Linked DNA regions of Sus scrofa: region 1 is linked to region 2. Evidence: chromatin contacts called from public HiChIP or PLAC-seq data. All regions are on one chromosome and are shown on one strand. Each heading gives the region's core, a stretch centred on a gene start, on an enhancer-like site or on the middle of the called end of the contact. The rest is flanking DNA. Distances are from core to core; before and after follow the strand shown. Region 1 overlaps MMP20 (matrix metallopeptidase 20). Region 2 has its middle 21 kb from the start of BIRC3.

The links. HiChIP or PLAC-seq counts read pairs in DNA pulled down with a chosen protein or histone mark.
Region 1: a contact with region 2 is called in an H3K27ac HiChIP or PLAC-seq map of alveolar macrophages. The contact joins two enhancer-like sites. A contact is called at or near these places in 1 of 47 Hi-C or Micro-C datasets (epiblast stem cells) and 1 of 2 datasets of contacts at active chromatin or transcription factors (alveolar macrophages).

The regions. Positions count from the first base shown.
Region 1 is chr9:33,263,965-33,268,982 of Sscrofa11.1, forward strand. It overlaps MMP20 (matrix metallopeptidase 20), which reads right to left. Exons shown (of 10, transcript NM_213905.1): 9 at 387-490. Among named protein-coding and RNA genes, the nearest start is that of MMP7, 41 kb to the left of the region's middle. Within about 2 kb of position 1,612, at least 2 of the 83 cell types and tissues checked have an H3K27ac peak or open chromatin away from gene starts, as enhancers often do. A contact at or near this core is called in alveolar macrophages, where this site is marked.
Region 2 is chr9:32,979,573-32,984,725 of Sscrofa11.1, forward strand. No RefSeq gene overlaps it. Among named protein-coding and RNA genes, the nearest start is that of BIRC3, 21 kb to the right of the region's middle. Within about 2 kb of position 2,274, at least 12 of the 83 cell types and tissues checked have an H3K27ac peak or open chromatin away from gene starts, as enhancers often do. A contact at or near this core is called in alveolar macrophages, where this site is marked.

The DNA of each region.
Region 1 (5,018 bases), core at 362-2,861, 280 kb after region 2:
TCTGTGCCACATACTCAAGAAGAATATGCTGACTGACTGATTCAAAAGATTCAGTTAAATTTACTTAACCCAGTTCAATTCAATTTAACTTTCCCAGCTATGTGTTAAATTTCAGAAGTTGGGTGATGGAGTGGGAAAAGGTACCTAGAAGGTACTAATAGACTGGAAAGAGAGAACCATAATGATACCCTTTATACTCTTTCTGGTGGTTAATCTGGCTAGCTAAATTTAGAAGGGACTCAGAGCCAAAAACCAAACCAAATCAAAACAACAACAACAAAAATCCAAGGATTCCTGTTTGGGAACCTGTTTTCTGTGATGTTAAAGCAGACCCCAGATTTCTTGTTACAATTTCAACAAAGAAACTTTTCAGTAGAAACACTCACCGTTTAATTCCACGGCAGCATCTATTTGGCCATTAACTCCTGAAAATTCTTCTTCAGTATTCTTTGGATAGTCTTTATCCATTTTCCTTTTTCGTTCATCATAGCTGGAAGAAGTATTATTTCAAATAATATTAATAAGAGATTTTTATTGCTTGTAGAGGACAATGTGCTATTCAGGTATATTTAGCCAGGGCTGACTTTTGATTTACTCTATTTTTAAATTTTTTTTCTTTTTACATCCACACCTGCAGCATATGGAAATTCCTGGGCTAAGGGTTGAATTGGACCTGCAGCTGCTGGCCTACACCACAGCCACAGCAACAGCAATACCGGATCTGAGTTGTATCTGTGACCTATGCCATAGCTTGTGGCAACACTGGATCCTTAACCCATTGAGCGAGGCGGGGATCCAACCCTCATCCTCATGGACACCGTGTTAGGTTCTTACCCTACTGAGCCACAGTGGGAGCTCCTGATTTATTTTGATTTATTTTAAATCTGTTTTCCTGTCTATCTTTGTCTCTCTCTCACACACAAACACACACATATTCTGACATAACTCTCCCAGGTTCCAGAGGTTCTGGGACTGCTAGGTTGGGAGTCATTGCTCTAAATATTCTCTTAAAAAACCACCAGGTACATTGTTTAGAATGAGTTAAATATTATAGGGTCATATTTCTGTAATTAAAAATTATATTACCTATATTTTAAATTACCTATATTTTAATTACATATAGGTAATTAAATTACCTATATTTTTAATGATTTATTTACTGTTTTAATTTCTCTCTCCATGTATGATTTTCTCGGCTCACCAAACAGTTGAAAGCCCTTTATAGAGGCTTTTATTAATGAGCTTCCTGCTATGTACCTTCAGAGGAGGGATTGAACAAACAATGCAAATGTGTGAATAGTCAGTAGATTAAAAACAAGAAGCAAGAAAATCTAGAATAACTGAAACTCTGCCTTTTAAATCTTTTTAATTAAATTAAATTGCTTTTGTTTCCTAGAAAGATTATACGACTAACTGAAAAGTAGATTAGATTTCTTTTTCTGAATCCACAAATATCATACAGTGATAACTCTAAGGATTGGTTAAGACATCTCTTTGTGATCTAAGTTACCCTTTGTGAAAAAGACTGTGACTTGTATGAATCAGCATGACTTGTGTGAGTTCAGCATGTAGGCAGAGCAGACTCACTCCTTCAAGAAGCTTTCATTTAAAGTGTGAGAAAGTCCCTTTATCATCAGCACAGAGCTCCCAATGGGGGCATTCCCAAGGTGCTCACCCCACTCCTTTCCCACCAAAAGGTCAGACTATTTCTTCTGGTTCCTGGGCTACTGGGAGTTTCCTGTGGTATCAGATCACACCCACCTTCTTCTGAAATGTGCCTCTCATGTGGCTATGACTACACAGACCGGGGGACAGATCTCTCACGATATTAAGCAGGATCGAACATGGGGAAAGAAGTATTCAGGCTGAAACTGACTAGTGGGTTGAGCTGCTTTATGGGGTGTTGAGGGTAGGAAACCAGTTCCTGGAAGTCCGAATTCCCTTTCCAGGGGAACCATTAGAGCCTTCCAATAGCCCAGGGGGAAAAAACCAAGCTATATAAGTTATATTAAGTACAAATAAAAATGGAAGCCATGTACTGTGTTTTGTCAACATCAGAAGTGCCCTTACAGGAGTTTCCTGGTGGCTCAGTGGATTAAGGGTCCAGGGTTGTTGTTGCTATGTTGCAGTTCAGTCCCTGGCCTGAGAACCTCTATATGCTGCTAGCATGGCCAAATAATAATACTAATAATTTGGAGTTCTCTTGTGGTGCATCAGGTTAAGGATCCAGTGTTGTCACTGAAGCAGATTGGGTCACTGCTGTGGCATGGTTTGATCCTTGGCCCAGGAGCTTCCGCATGCTGTGGGTGTGTCCAAAAAAAGAAAAAACATAGGCTAACACTGAGTGTGGAGACAGGGCACCTATACACTATTAGGAAGAGTGGCTGCCCAGTGGCAGGACTGGATTTAGGGAAAGACTGGAGAAAAAGAACAGCCATACATATTCCCTCTCCTATGGCTTGGATTTCTTCTGTTTATTTTGTTCTAATGTCTGAAATCTAGTGTCCTTTGTTAAAAATGGGAAGTGGGAGTTCCTGCCATAGCACAGTGGAAATGCATCCAGACTAGGAATGATGAGGTTGTGGGTTTGATCCCTGGCCTCGCTCAGTGGGTGAAGGATGCGGCCTTGCCATGAGCAGTGGTGTAGGTTGCAGATGTGGCTTGGATCTGGCGTGGTTGTGGCTATGGCTGTGGTGTAGGCCGGCGGCTACAGCTCTGATTCGACCCCTAGCCTGGGAACCTCCATATGCCGCGGGTGCGGCCCTAAAAAGACGACCAAAAAAAAAAAAAATGGGAAGTGAAGTACAGATTGTTCACATATTTATCTTTGTGTGTTAGGTTTTCTTCTCTCACTTCCCTGTGATAGTTGTATTGAGGAAATGATGCTTTGACTGGAGGGAGTGAGGAAGATAATTCTAAACTTGAAATATTTGGGGGGTAGGATGCAAAAGGAAGAACAGAGTGACCAAGAAGCATTTGGCATATCTGTAGATATAGAGGGAAATGTGGTGGCGATGGGAGATGCCCAAGAACATTACTTATTTTCGAATTATTTGCTTAATGTTGACCCCTATACTCAGGGAAAGTGGTGAAATGACTTTCATGTCTTTATTCTTTCTGTCTGCTCGGAATAGAGGATTCAAAACTGAGCTATTATAGTTAGAGCCATGCCTTCCCTTTGCGTGTCTTAAATAGGCATTTATGAGTGATTTTTTAGTACTTGATCACATTTATATTATTTTATGGCAAAATGTGTTCTTAGTTCCAAACAAGTCGACTGACAAAGAATAGCTGTGTTACAAGTTGGGACCTGCTTGTATTATTCTTAAACTGGATGGAGAAATCTGGAAAGTATGAAAGGAGAAAGTAAAGTTTTTTTTTTTTTTTTTTTTTTTTTTGAGAATAGAAAAACCATTTAAATAATACAGGAATAGGAATAAGTTTTAAAGAGAAAATGATGATTATTAATCCAATAAAAAGATCTGAAAAAGAGATCTTTCTCTTTTCATCTGACTGCTTAGTTTGCTAAAGTGGGTCGTGGTGACATCTAAAATCTTATATATCTGTTCAGAGGTAATGGAGGTAATAATATTATATGTAATAAAATTTCAGAAGAAATTTTAGAGAAGGAATGTCCAGCTAAGAATTTTAATTTTCAAGCACGTTATTAAAAACCTAGGCAAAAATTTTGGCAAAACTGTGAAATCATTGTTTTTTTCCATCCCTTCTCCCATTTATATATTTAGTGATTATTCTCCCTTTCTGCTAGCCCCCTCTCTGCTCTCTCACATTTTGCTCTATAACTGCTTTTGTGAGAGTATTACTCTCAATAAAATCTATTTTGAAGTATCATCTGACACATAAATCACCATCTTAGCTAATTAAGGTTAGCTGATAACTGTATTTTTCATTTGGACCTTTTCTATAGACACTTATAGATGGGCATAGGGTTACCTACTTTTCATTTTACCAGGTAAGAATATTACCATCAAACTATCAAAATAAAAATACCAACTATTTTCATTATTATGCCACAAAGAAGAGTAATTTTAACACCAAAAAAAGGCAGAAAGGATATAATCTCAGAATAAAAGATGATTCTAGCCAATAATACTGATCCAGACCACACCCCCTATATTTATAATATTGTGCTATTTTTATTTTTCTGTGATCTTTTTTGTGAAGATCTAGCTCTTAGTTTCTGGACAGGTGTTTGAAGATTTCTGTTATAGAGCAGGGAGCACAATGTGTATAGTGAGATAGCTCTAGGTTTGCATTTTGACTGTTACCTGCTGACTCTGTGATCCGCAAAAAGTGCTCCAACTCTGAGCTCCGGTTTCCTTATCATAGTTATAGGAATGAGAGAAATTCTCTCTCTCACACACACACAATGCACCCCAAACACGTGTAGATATCAAGGACTGGCCCAAACTATAGGCCTTTATGGTTTATTTTGGACCCAAGAACCATAAACTGACTGGCTAGTATGAGACTGAATGAACTTTGTGATTTGAGTCGATAAACTCATCAAAGAGTTTATTTTAGTCTTTAATTTTTTTAATTTTATTTATTTATTTTGTTGTTGTTGTTGCTATTTCTTGGGCCGCTCCCGCGGCATATGGAGGTTCCCAGGCTAGGGGTTGAATCGGAGCTGTAGCCACCGGCCTACATCCAGAGCCACAGCAACACGGGATCCGAGCCACGTCTGCAACCTACACCACAGCTCACGGCAACGCCGGATCGTTAACCCACTGAGCAGGGGAAGGGACCGAACCCGCAACCTCATGGTTCCTAGTCAGATTCGTTAACCACTGCGCCACGACCACGACGGGAACTCCTAGTCTTTAATTTTTTAAACACACGTCTTTAGAATGACATTTTGTAGTAACAGGCAAGGTTGAGAAAAGGAGGATGAGGGAAGATTAGAGAATGTTGAGGTAGTCCAGAGACCTTGGCAAAAAAGGAGTTAGAAGGTCTGCTGGTATGCTGGGGGTTTTGCCGAAGGTAAAAGAAAATAA
Region 2 (5,153 bases), core at 1,024-3,523:
GTTACTAAGTCTAGCATAGAGTAAGGAGTTCAAACTATATTGCAGGTGCAACAAAAGCAATTTAAAATTCTTGATCCTAGCGACACTTTGCACCACAACTCTTGGTAGATAAGGGCTCACTTTCATTTGGAACAAAGACACTTAGGTAAATGTTTGGGTAAGTGGTAGGTACCATAGAATGGAGCTGGGTGTTGATTGGGTGAGGGCTTTACAGGGAAAAGGAAGTGTGTGCTCTTCAGTGCGAGGGGAAAGATGGGAAAAGGGGAAAGCTGAGGGCAGAAGAAGAGAGGAGGGAAAGAGAGGGGAGAGTGGGTTAGATGAAGAGAAGGGAGGGGAGGGAAGAGGCTGGTTGGAGGACTGAAGGAAGGACTTCTCAGAAATGTCTCAGTTGTTATGGGCAGTTGGTAATGGGATGGACCCCAGTGATTCTGTAAAGTCTGTGTGCTTCGGTTGGTGGGAAACGATGAGACGGATAGATTTCATATCTTTGTGGTTGCTGGTTGGACAGAGATAGCTTGTGCAGATGCAGGATTCCAGGAGCATAGGGGATCATGAGACCACATGTATTTCCAGAAATTCGCAGAAAACTTGGACACCCCTAGGCCATGAAACTTGGGCTCAAGACCATCTAAATCTCAAGGGACAAGGGAGGGAGGGCTCCAGGTAGCAGCATTCAGATTACATAAAGGGGTTGTGTGTGTGTGTGTGTGTGTGTGTGTGTGTGTGCGCGCCTGTGCATGCAAGTGAGAGCAAGAGAGGGAGGGAAATTCACAAATGGGAGGAGAATTGGGGAATGGAGAGAGAAATCAGTTGTGCTTATGAAAAATCTAACTACAACTATATCTGAAATCCTGTAATGGTCACATTTCATGCAAATATAGACTCTTCTGGTTTCCTCCCTGCTTCCAATTAGTAGTTGAATGTATTACCCAATCAATATCCCTGACAAGTGGATATCTCAAGTCATAGGAAACTCAGTGCTTTGGGGGGTAGAAAGTCCTTCTTTTGAAAAATGTCTGTGGTTAGGAAGGTTTTTGTTTTGCTTGTTTGTTTCTTTTGTCTTTTTAGGGCCACACCCGCAGCATATGGAGGTTGCCAGGCTAGGGGTCCAATTGGAACTACAGCTGCCACAGTAACATGAGATCTGAGCTGAGTCTGTGACCTACCCCACAGCTCATGGCAGCACAGGATTCTTAACCCACTGAGCGAGGCCAGGGAATGAACTTATGTCCTCATGGTTGCTAGTCAGATTCGTTTCCACTGCACTGCAACAGGAACTCCTGTTTTGTTTTGGTTTTGGGGGGTTTTTTTAGGGCCGAGCTTGCAGCATATGGAGGCCAGGGATCGAACCTGTGTCCTCATGGATACTAGTCAGATTCGCTTCCTCTGAGCCACTTCAGGAACTCCAGGAAGTTTTTCATATTAAATTAACAGTTCATTCATGCATTCATTCATCTAATAAATACTTATTAAGTATGTACTATGTGCCAGGCACTGTTCTATGCATGAGGATTCACAGAAGCTGCCGGGACAGTGCCCTGGCAGGAGTGGCAGTGCAGCAGCGACCTGCACCCACCAGCAAGGCTGAGGCCACAAGGCCACAATGCCAGATCAGTGCCAGTGACTGAGGAGACCTTTACTGACCACTGGGAGAAAGACAAGCCACCCAGAAGCTGCCCAGGGGAAGGGATTTGCATGGGCCAAGAATTCCAGTAATTATAGAAACTGGAGGCTGCTGTCATCATGTCCCACTTTCCAAAACCTATTCACACTCTTCATATCCCAATCCCATGCTGGAATGGCCAAGTTAACACAGGTTACATTACAGATCACATCTCTGCAATATTTTTTTTTTGAGCTATTTTATGCGGGGGGTGGAGGTTGGCTATAGCACAGATCTCACCTGTTGAGATCTTAAGTTCTAAGACTATTATCCATTTTACTGGCTATCAATCCTAGATTTTACTGCAGTATGAAGTGATGAGCAGTCTCTTCATGATGAGAAGTATCTTCATGCAATCTATTCATTATAGTCACTAAAATATTGCAAAGGACAAATTTGAGATCAGATCCCAAGACATCATCAAAATCTGCAGGGAGAAAAAAAATTGTTTGGCAATAATCAGGTTGGATTGTACATTAGATGCAAACTAACACCACTTATGCCATCATCCAGCCAGTTCCTGTTCATTTTGCTGCAAAGATATGGTGAGAGGCGTTGCCAAGGGCTTTGATGAAATTCAGACATCTGCAGTATTACCACCAGTCTCCTAAGCTTATCAAAACAGGAAGTGGGTGTGTCGGACCCAGATCTTTCCTTGTGATTGCAAACTCTCATGGTGATCACTTCTTCATTTTGTAAAAGCTTACACACTACTGTTTGACTAATTCATAGTAGAATCTCGCTTAAGACGATTTTTGCATTTATTTCCCCCAAATTTTCTGCAGAAGTTCCTTTCTTCCATTTTATGAAAATTAGAACGTTAGCTCATTTCCAGTTCCTACACTATTTTGTGTGATTTTCAAAAATTATTATGTAAGTAATGGTTAAGAAATATGTTCTGCACATTTTTTTGAAGTCATTTGTCCAAGACAGGAAACAAGAATAATTTAGAGTTGTTACTGCTTTTTATAACTCCCTCCCTATATTTTTTAATTTTTATTTTATGTTGGAGTATAATTAATTTACAATGTTGTGTTATTTAAGGATTTCAGGTATACAGCAAAGTGATTAAGTTATACATACACCTCTATCAATTCTTTTTCTGATTTTTTCCACATGTAGGTTATCACAGAATATTGAGTAGTGTTCCCTGTATACAGTAGGTCCTTGTTGATCATTTTACATATAGTAGTGTGTATATATTAATCCCAAACTCCTAATTTATCCCTCTCTCCACCTCTCCCCTCATTATCTTTTTTTTTTTTTTTTTTTTTTTTTGTCTTTTGTCCTTTTAGGACTGCACCGGTGGCTTATGGAGGTTAGGGGTCTAATTGGAGCTACAGCTGCCAGTCTACACCACGGCCCCAGCAATGCTGGATTCAAGCCACGTCTTCGATCTACACCACAGTTCACCGCAACACCAGATCCTTAACCCACTGATGAGCACAGGGATTGAACCCGCAACCTCATGGTTCCTAGTCAGATTCATTTCTGCTGTGTCACAATGGGAACTCTGGTCCTGGCTTTCTTTTGAAACCCAATTTTGACCTTCTATTTGCTACGCATTAGATTCTATCTTTCCTGACCGACATAAGTTTGGTCTCATCTCATTATCCCTCATTGCTTTCAACTAAATCAGACTATCAAGCTTTCACTTCAGTTTTTTGGTCCCATCCTCTGGAAACGGCTACCTGGTTAGTGTTTCTCCCAGTCAAGCCTGAATCCCCTGCAGGGGGGTGGGAATAGATGGGGTAAACATTAGTAAGAAAATAACAGAGGTCAAGATAATGAGGATTTCCCATCATGGAGCAGCGGAAACAAAGCCAACTATGGACTGTGAGGAACAGCCTGCATGTTCTGGCTGTGATGTAGGCCAGCGGCTGTAGCTCCCATTCGACCCCTAGACTGGGAACGTCCATATGCCACGAATGCAGCCCTAAAAAGCAAATAAATAAATAAATGAAAGAAAAAAAATTTAAAAAAAGAAGAAAGCAAGCCAGGACCAAGTAAGTACATGTAAGGCTATTGGATCAAATTCAGTGGCTGCTAACCACGTGGTCTCCTGAAAATTTGAAATGGGCTAGCACCACTGAGGAACAGAATTGTTACTTTCAGTTTAATTTAAACTAATTGATTTTGAAATTTAAAAATTGAACCAATGTCATTTTTTTTTCTTCATTAAATACAACCCCAATGTCCTGAGAGAACTATGTTTCACTTTAACCATTGAATCACTTAAGGTGTGATGTAGGTAGCATGCATCCTTGGCCTGTGTCTTTTCTAGTGTTACACATAAGCGCATGGCCAATCTAGTTGTTGTCAACAAAGTGATTTTCCTATACATTGATGTAACATTGTAACTCAATTATTTAGATGTTTATGCAGGCAGCCCAAGTTACTATGATACCTACATAAATTGTAACTGGTATTCGAATGGAAATACTTACTAGTTTAATTAAAACATAAAAATGATATTATTGTTTTAATTCAAAAATTAAATTAGACAAAATTTTAAAAGAAAAATTGGGAGTTCCCATCGTGGCGCAGTGGTTAACGAATCCGACTAGGAACCATGAGGTTGCAGGTTCTATCTCTAGCCTTGCTCAGTGGGTTAAGGATCCAGCGTTGCCATGGGCTGTGGTGTAGGTCACAGACGCGGCTGGATCCTGCGTTGCTGTGGCTCTGGTGTAGGCCTGTGGTACAGCTCTGATTCGACCCCTAGCCTGGGAACCTCCATATGCCACGAGAGCGGCCCAAGAAATGGCAAAAGACAAAAAAGAAAAAAGAAAAAAAGAAAAGAAAAATTGTATGGGGCATATGAGTGATGCAGAATCAAATCGAGATACAGAAGCCTGTCCTACATGCAACCAGAGCAATAAAGGAAAGAAAAACTAGGAGAAACCACATCTCAAATTTCACAGTGTTTGGCAGTTGCAGTTTGTTGAGACCAAGCAAAACAAAAAAATCTGTCTGCTTGAGGTATGTGTATATTTTCTAAGATAATAAAAAAAACAATATTAGAGACATTATCAGAAAATACATGATGTATTTGATATGTTTCCTCTCAACAGTCAAAAAGGTTGTTTTTTGTTTTTAAAAAAAGACTAAATTAGTTGCCTGAAATCAGAAATGAATATCCAGCAAAATTTTAAAAATTATGTCTAACAGGATGTGAGCTTCTAACTGTAGCTTGCTATTAAATGACTTGGATTCTTGCACAAAAAAGAAAATTATTTTTAGATGGCAATATGGTAAAAAAATTTATTATCTCAGTTATGGAAATATTATAAAAATTTATTATATCAGTTATAGAAAAAAGTAAAAAGTCATATTTTACAAAAAATAAAGTATATTCAATGAAGTCACCAAACAACTGCACATAGAATACAGCCCTTTTTAAAAATATCGAAGATGAATTGATTCAGAATTGGAAAGATTTTAAGTAGTTTTCTTTCACACATTTCAAGTGCTCTCAGTGAGTCATGCCCAT